Linked DNA regions of Zea mays: region 2 is linked to region 1. A link is a contact called in public Hi-C data. All regions are on one chromosome and are shown on one strand. Each heading gives the region's core, a stretch centred on a gene start, on an enhancer-like site or on the middle of the called end of the contact. The rest is flanking DNA. Distances are from core to core; before and after follow the strand shown. Region 1 holds the start of LOC100193613. Region 2 holds the start of LOC103654128.

Region 1 (2,700 bases), core at 42-2,541:
GCTCTGCCGCCGCTCAGCTCTAGATCAAAACTGCTAAGCTCCGCCGTTCACAGGACAGTCTATTTTACGGCACAGTTTTAAAACACAGTTTGCACGGTTTCAGAACACAGTTTCAAAACGAACACAAATTTAGAACACAGTCGGCAGACGCTAACACGCGATGGGATACGGCGAACACCGAGCAGCAGGTCTCTAAACTAAAACTTTGGCAGCACTCTTAACCAGTCAACAACAGATCACCAACCATTCGATTTCACACAAATGTAATCCTACTGCAAGTGCAACAGCCACCTTTAGAGGTGTTCATTAGCAAACGCTAGAAAAACTGCAAATGGCCATATTCATATCCAACCAATATGCCAATAGTTGAATCGCGTAAGAAGCAGACCAATATGCCACTAGTTGAAGAAACAATCAAATCGAACCAAAGTGGAGATCTTTACAAATTAATTCGAGATAATAACTAGGCAAACCAATTGTATATCATAGTTTCATTCAATAGGATGGGAGAGCAGGCGATTCGAGCTGTTGATTGGGAATCTAACCGAGCTGCTCACCTGCAGATTGGAATTGGATCGATGGATGGACCGCGGACGCCCGCACGCCGATTGGATCTCCTCCTCCTTGGGCGGCTGCTAACTGGGTTGGGATGGGACAGGAGCCTTCCTCGCCACAGCCGCCGTGCCGTGCTGCTCCTCTTCTCCGAGACGCTGGGAGCCCCGATTGGAGACGGGAGGCGGAGAGGTATGACGTGACGGAGTTTCGTCGTCGAACTCCACCGGCGCGCTGAACCTTCAGCTCGGCCTGCAGGAGGACGCTGGGAGCTTCGGCTGCGGCGGGGCAGGAGCCGGTCGTTAGGCCGAGCAAGCGGGTGCGGTCCGGATCACCGGGGGCGCTGGGGGAGGGCCGGGCGGCGGTGGGACTGCCAACGGAGGCGCGAGCTATCCGACGTGCCAGGTGGATGACTGCCGAGAGGATCTGACCAGCGCCCGCCGGTGGAGCTCGCCGAGCGTCGGTGGACCGCCGCTGGTGGAGGGAGAGCGCCGAGCACCGGTGGAGGAGAGCGACGTCGTCGTCGGTTTTGGTGGAGGGGACACAGAGGATAGAGAAGAGAGCGCCGTCCGGTTTGAGATGCCGGCGCTTTTGGTTGGAGGGGCAAAAGTGAGGGGGGTGGGTGTACCTGCCGCGGTGGACGCTCGTCGCCGGCGAAGGGTGCAGCAGAGCTGGGACCAGGAGTAGGGCGGCGGTGGCGGCGGTCGCCTGGCCGGCTGGCCCACGTGGATGCGAAAAACGGCTGGACGGGAAACGAAGATCAACAGCAAGCAGGTGTAATTTGTAAACACAGCACCATTGGGCTGGTTTTTCTATTTTTAAAATTTCTGGATGTGAGTGGACGTGAGTACGAGAGTGGTTCGTTCTTGCTCGGGTTTACTTTTATTTATTAGGGCTAGTTTTAAAACCTCCAGATTTTCAATTTTTTTAAAAATATAAATCCCTTAGAAAAATAGAGTTCTCAAACTAGTCCTTAAAAAACTATTTTACCTCCATCAAGACATCAATTGTCATAAAAGTTTTTTTTCTTCCTCAACTATAGAACCGGACTCTTTAGCCCATAATGTTGGCTCTCTAGATCAAAACGAGTTTAAGTGTGTGTTTGATCGAGGAGCAGAGAGGAATAGAACGGTTCCATTCTTATTTTTTTTAATGTTTGATTTCCAACGGAGTAGAGCTGAATGGTTTCTAGAGTCTATATATGGCAACTATTTGGGATGATCTCGCTCCACTAAAATGATCGGACGCGAGCGCTCTCCTCCCTCTTTTCCACTCCACACTCATATGGCTCTCCAACCAAATAATGAACGGAGCGACTCCGCTCTATTCTACTCTTCAACCAAATAAAAAATGAAGCGGTTCCGTCCTATTTGCCAAAAAACAGAATGAAATGCTCGATTCTTAGAAACTAGAATGGAGGCACTCTATCCAGTTGGCTCCTCAACCAAACGCACCATATGAGTTCTGTTTGATTTGTTGCCTTACTTGATATAGTTTCCCACGTCTAAGATTAAATATGTTTGACCGAATTAGGTCTATGTTTTGTTTGTAGCCATAGGTATGACAAGAAAAATTTGTTACGTATGTTACACTCGTCAACAACTTATAAAAACGTTGCAAGATTTTTTTTAGACATGCCAAGATGTCGCATAAAAATGAAATTAAGCGTCTAACCTTAAAAAGTGTGGCATAAAATATGGTGATATTATTTTTGGAAACATGTCCACAAATGCGAATATTATTTTTGTAAAAAAAAATGGTCCTACATGTAGCTGCAGCGGAGAGGATGTAGATGGACGGTATTGGTCGGGTCGTTGGGATAAACCCTTTCTGCGTTTTCATTTATACATTTTAATTCAAAAACAGATTCGAAATCAAAATTGTCGGAAACAAGACCAGACATAAGATATACGGAAAAACGAATTGATCCAAATAATGGTCGAAAATCGGAAAGATAGGACGATCTCAATGTAACAATATCATTGTAACATGTGGACGTCCTTTTGCATGTATTTGGGTGCTTCTATGCCGTGCCAATATAAATTGAGCTAGTTTAGCTAACTGGGAGCTTTGAGGGGAGTGAACTTTCCGCATGTATATGTGGCCGCACAGGTCCTATCATCGCCGTTGGAAACATTTTTGGCATGA
Region 2 (2,700 bases), core at 132-2,631, 360 kb after region 1:
GATGCAATGGCTACTGTATATAGTATATTTGAGCATCGCATTTGCTGTAGTAGCCGACAGGCGCGTACAGTCACGGCGCCAGTCAAATCAGTTGCGAGCGAGCTGCCAGTCGGCCATGCCCCTGCAAATTGCAATGCATACCTGCCTGTCCGGCCGCTGTCACGCGTGGAGCTGCACTGCACTGCAGGGGCCGTCAGGTCAGGTGATGCGAGCGAGACCAAGCAGAAGCAGACACGACGCGTGCTATGCTATGCCTATGCTATGGTATTGTACGTACAAGCTAGCAATCAGGGTGTGTCATGTGTGTGTGTGTGGCTGGTCCAGCACAAGGCAGAATTATTATCAGTACGAGCACGAGCAGGGAACGAACAAGGCCGCTCCCGCTTGTAAAAATCTGCTTCCGGTTTGAGATGATGACCATATGGACGAGATTTGAGTTGAGCACAGCAGCAATAGCGGAAGTTTATCAAGTAGTAGTAACGCGCGCGTTCGATGCTCATCTTTTTGTACATCCATTTTCATCATCTCTGATAAAGAAGAAAGAGAGGAGAGGCGGAGAAGAATTAAGAAGACAGAAGATATAAGCAAAAAGAACAAGCTGACACGAGACGCCTAGCTACACGGCCGAGCGACCACCAGGAGGAACAGGAGCTGGGCTTCGAGCCTTCGACCATCACCGCTCGCCGGAACGAAAACGGACGGCGGGCGGGGCTCACGTCACGGATCTACCACCTACCTCTCTCTGGCCTCCGCCTACCGATTGGAGTCCGGGTTGGGGCCGCTGGGGACCTCGTGCTTGCCGTCCCGGAGCCCCTGCCCCGCGGAGTTCCACCTCCCGCGCGGCCGGGGCCGCCACGCCGCCGCGGCTGCCGGGCGCGGGAGGTCGCGGCGGCCCCACGGAGAAGACGCGGCGTGGAGCTCCTCCGTCTCGTCGCTGTCGTCCCCGTGCTGCCGAGCCGCCGGCGCGAGCAGCACGAGCACGGCGCAGAGGAAGGCGCACAGCAGGAGTAGGGCGAGGAGGAGCGGCGGCGGCGCGGCGGCGCGCGGCCCAGCTGTGGCGGCGCATTGAGCTCCTGCCATGAGCAGCGGGGGAGGAGCCGCGGGCGGGCGTCTTCAGTGGCTGCAGCAAGAGCCGCGGCCAACGCCCATGGGCCGAGCGAGAGTGCGGGTGCGGGAGAGAGCAGGGCAGCCAAGCAAGCAAGCCAGCTAGTAGAGCTGTGTGGGTGTTGGGTTGGGTATTCGTGGGAGGTGGGTGAGGTGAGGTGACCTCGTTTCACTTCACGCCGCTGCACTCCACTCGACACACACACAGTGACTGACTGTTAATGTCCCCGTGCCCGGTGATATTTGTGAGCAGGGAGGGGGGAGAGGCCCGGCCGGGACAGTCAAGCAAATAGAATGGCGACATATATTGAAAAGGACGTGAAAAAAAAAACCTTCTCTATCGTTCTGTTCTATGATAGTACTATACGAGCTACTGTAGAGGCTAGAGCATGCATGTATAAACAACGATCTTTGGAAAGGCTCGAGGAAGGATGGCAAGGAAGAAAGCTAACTAAGAGGCCGGGCAGACAGGCTTTTCCATGTCCATGGACAAGCACAGGCTGCCTCGTCGTGTCCCCAACGTGGCCAGTCGTCCCTTCACTTCACTTACCTCGTAGACTTTGCTTGGACAGTTCAATTTCAAGCACTCAAACTCCATTAGGAATATTAAACGCAGCACCAGACGGGGAAGAAGGAGCCAAGATAGGGGTGGTAATGGATCGTGATCCAAATGGTTCTTCACAAAATGTCAAGGCCCTAAATAAATTATAGTTCAAAAATGACTAGAAATAGAGCCTGATCCTAACCCGATTCGATCCTTAAATCTTATAGTGTAAAATTTATAGCCCATTATCAGCCCTAGCTACAGATGAATCAGCCTTTTGATCTGAGCAAGCCACCGGCCGAGCTAGGAACGAAGATGAATGTGGATGGCATCAATTTCGTGTTAATTAATTAATGTCGACGAAAGAAACTGTGTAACAACAAGAACTCCGTAGGTACTACAGTCCATTTTTGCTAAAGTAGCACTAGGAACTAGGTAGGAAGTAGGGCACCCACATCCCTGAGTTGTGGTTGTGGTCTAGTTTTGCCACTGGCTGGTTATGTATGTGTCCACGTTTGACGCTGCGAAGGAAAGGTCTCGGTCTCGGTCTCGCCGCCCGACTTTTCGAAGCGCCCGGGCGCGGCCATGAGCACGCAGCAAAGTATAGACTGCCAGAACAACTAAATTGAACAGCGCAATGAGCGATGCATGCATATATATATATATATAATTTTGACAGAGAAAACACATGCTGCAGTTGTATATGAAACTAGTTGGCATGGAGTAACGAGAAGACCAAGAACCCGGCCGTGATGAACCTGAACACCGGTTTCAGCCGGGCTTTACGGGGGGGCATCATCAGCACTCAGCAGCAGTCAAGGGCGCCTTGTTCTTGGAGCTCCAGTCCAGTGCCCTTTTTTTTGCTCTTTCCTTTCTGGACACTGCAGCTAGCCTGCAGTGTTGGCTCAGTCAGGGCTAGCTAGCTTTTGTGCGTGATACGCGCCTGCGCCGCGGCCGGCCCTTTCCACGAAAGAGCAGAAACACGCGCGTATGTTCAGTGCTGAGTGGATGCTATTCTTATTTCTTTTTGCAAAACACAGCAGTTATATATT

The links. A called contact is a pair of places that touch in the nucleus more often than the background predicts.
Region 2: a Hi-C map of ear shows a contact between it and region 1, with 2.2 times the contacts expected there. The contact joins the promoter of LOC103654128 here to the promoter of LOC100193613 in region 1. A contact is called at or near these places in 4 of 25 Hi-C or Micro-C datasets (ear, endosperm, leaf and 1 more).

The regions. Positions count from the first base shown.
Region 1 is chr4:176,703,304-176,706,003 of Zm-B73-REFERENCE-NAM-5.0, forward strand. LOC100193613 reads right to left here and starts at 1,292. Exons shown (of 5, transcript NM_001138714.1): 1 at 558-1,292.
Region 2 is chr4:177,063,774-177,066,473 of Zm-B73-REFERENCE-NAM-5.0, forward strand. LOC103654128 reads right to left here and starts at 1,382. Exons shown (of 1, transcript XM_020551909.2): 1 at 438-1,382. The coding sequence starts at 1,080. The coding sequence ends at 754.